Linked DNA regions of Mus musculus: region 1 is linked to region 2. A link is a contact called in public promoter capture Hi-C data. All regions are on one chromosome and are shown on one strand. Each heading gives the region's core, a stretch centred on a gene start, on an enhancer-like site or on the middle of the called end of the contact. The rest is flanking DNA. Distances are from core to core; before and after follow the strand shown. Region 1 has its middle 41 kb from the start of Gm5709. Region 2 overlaps Med12l (mediator complex subunit 12-like).

Region 1 (5,228 bases), core at 385-2,884, 470 kb after region 2:
TATTCAAGAGAATGCAGGTAGGTACATTGCAAATATTTATATGCAAACATATTTATATTTTATTGATATATAGATACATTCTATAATCTAATTTGCATATGTTGTATTCATCTCATAACTGAAAATGTGAACTTTTAAATATGAAAACTAAAAATATTGACTTTAAGAAGCAATTTAAAGAGAATATCTCTGTTTAGAGAGACCTAAAATCATCTATCTAGTAGATGTAATGAAATTATGTGATTTTTTTGTATACTATTTTTTGTATCATATTAGATAAAAAGTGAGGAAATCTGATGTGTAGAGCTCAGGTCAGCACTAATTTTTAATACTATACACAGAATGTCACAAATGTATAAGTTAGAGGGAAAACACTGATAATTTAATCAGAGAGTTTAATGTCTACTTGGGAAGGCATAAACTGGTAAGACATGATGGCTGTTATAAGATCTTAAACCATTAATGACAATTAGCCAAATAATTAACTTTAAGCAAATATATCACAGTAATTTTTAATAAAGTTGGTTACTGGGCCAGGGTACATGGTATGTCTCTGTACTGTGTATATAGATTATTATTTAAGTACAAATATTTAAAAACTTTTAAAGATTTAAAAAGTGATGGAGTATTCCACACACTTTGCCTAATACCCACTTATTAGTAAATGCATACCGTGTGTGGTCTTTTGTGACTGACTTACCGCACTCAGGATGATATTTTCCAAATCCATCCATTTGTCTGCAAATTTTATGAACTCACTGTTTTAATAACTGTGTAGCATTCCATTGTGTAAATGTACCACATTTTTTTTTGTATCTATTCATCTATTGAGGGACATCTGGGTTGTTTCCAGCTTCTGGCTATTATAAATAAGGCTGCTATGAACATAGTGGAGCATGTGTCCTTATTACATGTTGGAGCATCTTCTGGGTATATGCCCAGGAGTGATACAGCTGTCTCCTTTGAGGCTATGCCAGATCCTGACCAATACAGATGTGGAGATTCATAGCCAACCATCAGACTGAGCACAGGAACCCCAATGGAGGAGTTAGGACTGAAGGAGCTGAATGCCTTATCTGGCATCAACGGGAGGGGAGGCTCTTGGTACTGTGAAGGCTGGTGTCACAGTGTAGAGGAATTCTAGGGCAGTGGGGTGGGAGGAAGTAGGTGAGTGGGGGATACCCTCATAGAAGCTGGTTAAGAGGGGAATGGGATAGGGGGTTTGCAGAGGGAAAAACAGGAAAGGAGATAACATTTGATATGTAAATGTAAAAAGTGATGGAGTAGATTTAATGTGGGAATGATGGAGGCCATGGTAATTGCTCCCAGCCCCCAAATATGAAAAAACAAAATCATCAAAACAGCCACAAACCAAAAGAAAAAAAGCAGCAACGTGTAAAGTTCTGTTGAATGGAAAGTAATATGGTTTAAATTTGAGAGCAACACAGCTAGCAGCCCATGGAGAACGTTCCAGTTCCATGGGACAGAAGAGTCTGACCTGCTGCTTCTTTGTTTCACACAGTTGATGATTTCTCCTTAATAAACCTTAAATATTGAGCAGACTGTCATGCATCCTTGCTAGCTAGAATAAGAGTAAATCCCATGATACTCTTAGTGGTTTCCTGTTGCAAAGTAGGGCAGGGTTTTTTGTTTATCTTCTCTTGGGTTTCATGCCAGATGTAGAGTCCTCCACTGTTGTCCTCAGGAAACCTCATCAAGAGACCCAGGCTCCCACATTATCTTCTCTATTGCCAAGTTTACAAGAGAATATTAATACATGCACTAATGATGAAACACACAACAGTTCACAAGCGCTGTTTATGTGCCAAATGTTTTGATGCATTTAGTTCAGTCATAATATCACATATATTTTGCCATTGTTATAAAACCCAAGTATTTGTCTTTCCTCTGACTTCCCCAGTTGGGAATTAGAGCATACTGAAGTGATAATGTTGGATGCTTAGGTCTTGTGTTAGACATAGTGGTCCCCAGTTACTGCTGGAACAAACAGTGACACGAAACAACATATACTTATCTTATAGATATTTAGATTAGAGATCTGAACTAGGTCTTTCTGGGCTAAAGCAAGGTACTTACAAAGCTCTCTTGTTTTCAAGAGAATTGGTTATTGGTGTATGCTTCCCCTAGTTTTAGAATTTTGAGGCTCTCTGAATTGCTTATGGTCTCTTCACATCATCAAAGATTAAAATGGCTGGTTAGGCCTTCCTTTTTTTTTAATTGATTTAAAAATGTATTTACTTATTCATTTTCACTGTGTGTGTCTGATTATGTATGTAGACATGAGTGGGCCATGGCACATGCATGGATAAAGAGGGCAAATGTGTGAATTTCCTTCTGTCCTTCCACCTTTATGTGTGTTCCTGGGATTGAACACAAGTTGCCAGGTATGTGTAGGAAGTACTGTAAGAACTGAGACATCTTGTTTCCACAGACAGAAGTCTGTGACCTTTCTGTCTCTGTCATTTTTTTTGGGAACACTGATGAATACAATAAAAAAGCTGGAATATTCCTAGAATAATTTTCCAATTTTATATTGAATGTTTAACTATGAGCCAGAACTGTAGATTAGTAATGCCAAATTTATTCAGGTCATGCTTAAAATAGTCAATTATATTGCCTTAAACAAGTTAAGCTCCATTCACCATGAATTATGTTAGTAAAAAGCTTTGGTTGTCATGTGACATATAAAATATGTTTTCATTAATGAATCCTATTATAAATACATTATAAATCCTATTAAAATTTAGTGTGCTAGCCTTTCATATATATGTTTCCATTTTTCATTTTAGTTATTTATTTTTATTTTAAGGCAAGGTCTCACTATGTAGCTCAAGCTGGCCTCTGACTCACTATGTGTCCTTGGCTTGGAATGAAATCATGACCTTCTTGCCTGAGCTTCCTACATGCTGGGATTATAAGTATATATCATCATGCATGACTTTTTTCATGTTTTTAAAACAATTGAGGCAGAAAAGAACATAAAATAGCAATCTATAACTCCATTGGGCTTGGACTACTTACACATAACTCCTCTACCAGTGCTCTTGAAAACTTAGAACACTTATCTGCATGTTCTATACACATATACCCTTTCCTTATCAATGCACATAGACACCTAAAACCCTCACCTATATCACACTGCATGTACTGCTTTAAACACTGTAAATACATTATTTCTTTTCACAGCCCCTTGATTTCCAACTTCTATTCAAATATATCCTGATACACATTTTGAAATCAAGGGTGATGGGCCCATCTAGCATAAACTACCTTCAGGTGTATGCACAATTAGAAAAGTAGGTCTTCTAGATTTCTTTTTTCTTTTTCTTGTTTTTTTTTTTTAGGTATTTTCTTCATTTACATTTCAAATGATATCCCTAAAGTCCCCTATACCCTCCCCCTGCCCTGCTTCCCAACCCACCCACTCCCACTCCTTGGCCCTGGCATTCCTCTGTACTGGGGCATATAATCTTTGCAAGACCAAGGGCCTCTTCTCCCAATGATGGCCAACTAGGCCATCTTCTGCTACCTATGCAGCTAGAGACACAAGCTCTGAGGGTACTGGTTAGTTCATATTGTTGTTCCTGCTATAGGGTTGCAGACCCCTTCAGCTCCTTGGGTAATTTCTCTAGCTCCTCCATTGGGGGTTGGGGGGGGGGGCTGTGTTCTTTCCAATAGATGACTGTGAGCATCCACTTCTGTATTTGCCAGGCACTGGCATAGCCTCACATGAGACAGCTACATCAGAGTCCTTTCAGCAAAATCTTGCTGGCATATGCAATAATGTCTGCATTTGGTGGCTGTTTATGGAATGGATCCCCGGGTGGGGCAGTCTCTGGAGGGTCCTTCCTTCCATCTCAGCTCCAAACTTTGTCTCTGTAACTCCCTCCATGGGTATTTTGTTCCCCATTCTAAGGAGGAATGAAGTATCCACACTTTGGTCTTCCTTCTTCTTGAGTTTCATGTGTTTTGCAAATTATATTTTGGGTATTCTAAGTTTCTGGGCTAATATCCACTTATCAGTGAGTACATATCATGTAAGTTCTTTTGTGATCGGGTTACCTCACTGAGGATGATATCCTCAAGATCCATCCATTTGCCCAATAATTTCATAAATTTATTGTTTTTAATGAGCTGAGTTGTACTCCATTGTGTAAATGTACCACAATTTCTGTATCCATTCCTTTGTTGAGGGACATCTGGGTTCTTTCCAGCTTCTGGATATTATAAATAAGGCTGCTATGAACTTAGTGGAGCATGTGTCCTTAGTATAAGTTGGAGCATCTTTTGAGTATATGCTCAGGAGAGGTATTGCTGGATCCTTCTGTAGTACTATGTCCAATTTTCAGAGGAACTGCCAGACTGATTTCCAGAGTGTTTGTACCAGCTCGTAATCCCCCAAACAATGGAGGAGTGTTCCTCTTTCACCACATTCTCAGCAGCATCTACTGTCACCTGAATTTTTCATCTTAGCCATTCTGACTGGTGTGAGGTAGAATCTCAGTGTTGTTTGGATTTGCATTTCCGTGATGATTAAGGATGTTGAACATCTTTTCAAGTGTTTCTCACTCCTTCAGCATTCCTCAGTTGAGAATTCTTTGTTTAGCTCTGTGCCCCATTGTTAATGGGCTTATTTGATTTTCTGGAGTACAGCTTCTTGAGATCTTTGTATATATTGGAAATTAGTCCCCTATCCGTTTTAGAATTGGTAAAGATTCTTTCCCAATCTGTTGGTGACCTTTTTGTCTTATAAACAGTGTCTTTTGCCTTATAGAAGCTTTGCAATTTTATGAGGTCTCATTTGTCAATTCTTGATCTTACAGCACAAGCCTTTGCTGTTCTGTTCAGGAATTTTTCCCCTGTGCCCATATCTATGAGGCTTTCCCCCACTCTTTCCTCTATACGTTTCACTGTCTCTAGTTTTATGTGGGAATTCCTTGATCCAGTTAGACTTGAGCTTTGTGCAAGGAGATAAGAATGGATCAATTCACATTCTTGTACGTGTTAACTGCCAGTTGAGTGAGCACCATTTGTTGAAAATGCTGTCCTTTTTCCACTGGATGGCTTTAGCTCCTTGGTCAAAGATCAAGTGACCATATATGTGTTGGTTCATTTCTGGGTCTTCAATAGTATTCCATTATTCTACCTGTCTGTCGCTGTACCAGTACCATGCAGTTTTTTTTTTTTTAATCACAATTGCTCTGTAC
Region 2 (5,374 bases), core at 285-2,784:
GGACTACAGGCCTGACTTGCCACACACAGCTAATTGATGTGTACTGAATATCCACGTCTTTCCCATATAATCAGAACTTGGAGCACAGATTGTAGTGAAAGCCTCAGACAATCTTACTGCTTGTTTCTATATAGAAGGTTATTCTGCAGTTCATGTCTAGTAGCTGTGCATTTGTGCTGTATGTAATAATTACAAACCCTTTAATATCCCTTAGGCCAGATTGGTATCTTTGGGTCCCTATGCCTAAATTACTATGTTTAATCTGTCACTTGAAATGACTTGTATGTATTAGGTCTTCAAAAAGCCCCAACCTTTTTTGGTATGGGAACATCCTTCATAGTGGTTGATTAAAGGGGACGGAAGCTTTGGAGATTGAGTCTGGAGATAGCCAAGTCTGCTCTTGTCCTTCCCCTGTAACTCTTTTAGGTTTGGCATCCTTTCTATCTCTCGGCTGTGTGTCTTGCTTTAATATTGGGCTGTGACAAAACTGGTAACTGGGATCAGGTCAACTCCAGTGTGGATCCAAGTGTCTGTTTCACAGCATTTGTACTTGGGCGAGGTCTTTAGCCTCAATGTCTTCCAGGGCATGAAGATGCCTGTAACGAAGCAAGAGAATGTGTACATGAGAGTTATGTTGTTTATAATTTGGTTGCTCTTCCATTTTTCTTGGTGGAAGGCATAGGGGCGATAGCTGAAATAAACAGGGAAGGCAGGTATGTCTTTATGCTTGGGGATGTGAGATGGTTAAAGGGTGAAGATCCTCCACACAGAAGTTATGCCATCCCCTTAGCATTTCAGTTGCCTTTAGTAAGCTCCAGTTCGTCTTTAGTGGTGAACCAGGGAATCTTGGAACACTCTTAGTTTCTTTCTTTACAGGCATTTCAACATAAAAAACAAAGATATGAAGATATTCAAAGCAGAATTACATATGCACTTGAAGTCTTAAACTTGGGTTTCTGTCTCTTTCATGTTCTTACTGCGGTCTTCCTCCTTTGTTTCTCGTTTACTGTTTTAACGTCTGTCCTGTTTTTTGTCTATGTTCTGACACTTCCCTTTCTCTTTCCTCCCTAGCTTCCCTTGCTCAACCTCTTTTTCTGCAGATCCTTCTGAGAATGGGGCAAAGCAGTCAGGATTCAGGTAATCACCGTATAGGGGCCTCTCATGGTGGCCTAACTATCATGTAACTAGGCAGGTTCTGTTGCTAGACTTAGGGCTCATAGCCTGTGCCCCAGCCAACCAGGACTGGCTGCCTGTCCCCAGTAATCTAATTAAAGGAGTCAAATTAATAGTGAAAAGCAGAAAAGGGAGATTTGTTCATTGTGGTCACATTTGGAAGAGGGACAGAGAGATCCATTGACCCTTTCAAGTCTTTCTCCAGGATTTCTCCTGGATTCTTGACATGAGAGTAGGGTCTAAATAGAAGCAAGAAAAACATTTACTACATAATCTGGCAAGGTGTGGTTCCCTGCTTGCCTCTGCTCCCAGTCTCTCCTGCAGGGTGAGTCTATCTGGCAAGGTCTGTTCTTTAAGATGACTCTCTCTTGCAAGGTCTTTGACAATTTGAATATATTTCTCTTCGAGACAAGTTTCTCCTCTTGATGTAGTCAAGGCTTCAGCTGTTTCCCCTCCCACCAGTGTATTTCTGGGGAAGTTCTAATGTCTTGAGATTCATTCTTAGTAGTGTAATAGCCAACGAGGAAAGCTTAAGCCAGATGGGCAGACAACGTAATTACAGGGCTAAATCTATCCATTTCATTAGTGCTCTGAATGTTATTTCTTGTGGACCATAGTCACTCTGAATCTTTTAAATGGACTTATACTTTAGAATGATAATAGTTAACTTGTCTGCCCTCACTTCCCATTCACAAACTGGAGCACCACCACACCAGCTCTGTTTACTTACCGTGACCTCCACAGACAGACAGTTTGATTTGGGTAACTGTCACTTCCTTCTTTTGTCTTCCAGTAATTTGGACATTCCACACCCCAACCTCAATTCATCCTCTGGTCCTCCTCTCCTGTGTGGTCTGTGCAACACGACCTCTTAGGTTAGTTGATTCTTAGTCTCTCTTCCCATCTCAGAAAAACTCTTGGCTAGATAAGTCAGGCCCTGTCTTCAGAACCTTTGTCCACATTTTGCCTTTTATGTCTTGGCTTCTTGTCTTGGCTTCCTCAATGACAACTGAGCTTGAGACCCCTCCCCCCCAAATAAGCAATTTGCCTTTCTTCACGACTCACTACTTCATCCCATCTAAGGGCCTCTACAACAGTTGCCTCTTACCTTGGCGGAGGATGGCTGTACTTACAGTGAACTCCTTTGAGTACAGGTTTTGCATATTAATCACAAGCATACTGTACATAGAATTCCCCAAGTGACCTTGGGTTCTGAACTCACAACTTATCCCCTTGAAAATACCTCCAGTCCATGTGCTACCATGTAGGGGGGCTGAACAGGGTTTAGTTTGTCTAACAACTAAATTGAATTAGAAGGCAGGAAAAAGCTTAGACACAACAGACAGCAACAGGTAACAAACTTTATTAAAAATGAAACACAGACACACATATGCACACACACACACACACACACACACACACACATACACACACACACACACACACACATACACACGTATGCACTCACAGCAAAGCAGAGAGGAGACCTGGGGGCTAAAAATCTATTCTTCCTTAAAGGGCAGAGGTTTTAAGTGGTTGGGGTAGCCCAGAATGGATCCCTTCCCCTAACTTTGGGTTGATCAATGTGGACAAATTTAAATAGAAGCAGTAGTGATAGCACTGGCTTTGGAAGTATCTAACCAGCCTGGATTGGTCAGCTTCACGTAGGGCCCGGTTGGCTGGAGGAAAAGCTCACCATGACTTTGTTTCAGCTCAGGAGGGCGAGGAAAAAGCTAACATTGTCTTTTATCATCCTTGGCCCTTCCCTGATCTAATTGTCAGAGATCTGTCTCCTTCCTGCTCAGGCCTGCACAGATGAAAGATGACCTTCTAGTGTTGGTCTCTTTCAGTTAAATTGAGAGTCTTCAAGATGCACACGTTTTTTGTTTTTTCCAGAAACACATTCCATACCATGTGCTTCTGCATCTCAGAAGCCTCGGAGGCTCATTAGAGAAATCCAGGTGCCTGTAACATGCTCCCAGGTTGGGTCCTGAGCTTCTTTCTGCTCACTTTGTGCGTTGACAGGTTGTGGGACTGCAACCGTGTGCTTGTGTCCCTCCTGGGGTCATTGGTTATCCAGTGTGCTGCACAGCACTCTCCTCTAAGTGTTTTGTTTGCCTTCAAATTCTAGTTCAAACGCTCCTCTCTCATGAGCCCTTCTTTAATTCCTCGCTTTGAAATTAGTCTTTTCAAACCTCCAACCCTTTTCACACCTCTGTGGTTTGATAACCATGCCTCACGTAGCACCTCCTCCCACTCATTGTGGTTTGCATTCCATACTTGGGTGCAGCCTTAGAGATCAGCCTTGAGCCGAGCATGTACAGGATGACTGGCCTAGTGAGCATGTGAATCCAACTTGGGGCTTTTATTTCCCTCAGGAACTCATCTGGTGAGACACCCAGCTAGCCCAGGGTAGACCAGGGTGCTGGGATTGACCCTCTCTTCTTGCAAGGGTGATAAAATCCATTTACATAAAGACTTCTCCCCTTTTCCTCTCCAGGGGCCACTTCCTCACTGTTCACCAGTGGGGCTGATATCAGCCTCCTTGGAATTCTGTTTGCCCTCCTGCCGTTTGTGCAGAGCAGTGCAGGTTCTGGTCTTGCGGCTGCTTGTCTAGGTGTCAGGATGAGCTGTATCCATGCTTGCCATCAGGGAGCCACACACCAATGGCACAGCACCTGTCTTCTCTGCACTTTGACTTTCATATTTCCCTTTACCAGCAGGCAAACGCATAGGATCTGCTTCAAGGATGTGGTGACAGTTACAAAGGGGAAGCGAGGGCAGGGGAATGGCTCCTGGTAAAGCAGGCATTTGTAGCTCCAGAACCCACATAAAAGCTGGGTAAGCAGGGTGACCTGTAATCCCAGAGCACAGGAGTTGGCTAGTTGGAGTACCTTGATCGATACGCTCTAGGCTCAGCAAAGACCCTGCCCTAATATGTAACGTGGAAAGTGATCAAGAAAGATGCTCTGTGGTAAACTCAAGCCTCTACATGCATATTCATGTGTGCCCACACATGTGCAAACACACATTCAGACACACACAGACACACATAGACACAAACACAAACACACACACACACACACACACACGAACAGTGATCCTTTTAAAGTGTCCAGCAGCAGAGTGCTGGCACACCACAGGCATTTGGGCATGGGAGTAGGGTGGGAAGGTCCTGGAACAGGAGGCCCTCGTTAACTTATAGGTCTGGGCTTATCAGCTAGCACTTCCTGGGCTGCCTGTAGCCCACACATGATGATGTTAATTTGGAAGAGGCAGGGATTGTGAGAGTAGCGATGAGAGTTATAAAACGTACAAGGCATAGATTGGGAAACTGAAGTTGTGCTTTCTCTTGAGAGTGTTGTCATTTAAGATAGGCTTAAAAGCTAGAGTCTAACTTAGGGTCCTCAGCCATGCTGAGCTCCGTGACTTCATGCAGGTGACCTAGTCTTTCAGTTTCTCAACTTCATCTCTTAAAAGGAAAGTAATGAGAACGCTTTATACGCGTCCTGGGACTGCTAAGTGATGGAATGTGTTGACAGCTTTGTCTGCCTGCCTGGTTAATAAGAAGTATGACGTAATACACTTGTTTTCAGTACTTCTGGTTTTACTCCGACTGTTGCTTCCAGTGAGCAGTCTGAATTGCCTGCAGTGTCAACATTTGCTATTAAACAGCTGATGCCCCTTGAGAGGCCTCGTCTTCCCAGGTCATCAAGTCCTTTACCTGCCCCTGCCTTGTGTCTGCCCTGCTCTCTTACTAACAATGTTGCTTTGTCTCTGGTTGATTAATCTAACCTTAGACACTCATTTCTAAGAGGGCTGGGCAGCAAGTCAGTTGTTTTTATGTAGCTCAGGGTGGTCTGAACTTTGTAACTCTCTCTGTAGACCAGGCTGGCCTCAACTTCATCCTCCTGCCTCAGCATCCTATATTTAGAAAGTAGGATTATGTGAGTCCCATGACGGCTGGATTGCCAGTCAGTTTCAATGGGAAGTACGGGCCTTCATAGACATTTAGGGGCGTGATCCTAAATGTGCAGGTCAAACTCGCGGCACCAGTGTCTCCTGAAGGCTTGCACTAAGCCTTGCTGGGCTGTGTCCAGCCGTCTGTGTTTTAGGGTCTTCTCAGCTGATTCTGGTGACCACTAAAGCACCTAGCAATTTCTAGCAATGCATCCTTTACTTTTATGATGCATATTGGGCC

The links. Promoter capture Hi-C pulls out the DNA fragments that hold promoters and counts their contacts.
Region 1: a promoter capture Hi-C map of 3T3-L1-derived adipocytes shows a contact between it and region 2, with 3 times the contacts expected there. The contact joins two enhancer-like sites. A contact is called at or near these places in 3 of 39 promoter capture datasets (3T3-L1-derived adipocytes, the C10 cell line and pre-B cells) and 1 of 115 datasets of contacts at active chromatin or transcription factors (large pre-B cells).

What each region holds. Positions count from the first base shown.
Region 1 is chr3:59,674,532-59,679,759 of GRCm38.p6, forward strand. No RefSeq gene overlaps it. Among named protein-coding and RNA genes, the nearest start is that of Gm5709, 41 kb to the left of the region's middle. Within about 2 kb of position 1,635, at least 10 of the 459 cell types and tissues checked have an H3K27ac peak or open chromatin away from gene starts, as enhancers often do.
Region 2 is chr3:59,200,562-59,205,935 of GRCm38.p6, forward strand. All of the region lies in intron 15 of Med12l (mediator complex subunit 12-like), which reads left to right. Among named protein-coding and RNA genes, the nearest start is that of P2ry13, 7.6 kb to the right of the region's middle. Within about 2 kb of position 1,535, at least 35 of the 459 cell types and tissues checked have an H3K27ac peak or open chromatin away from gene starts, as enhancers often do.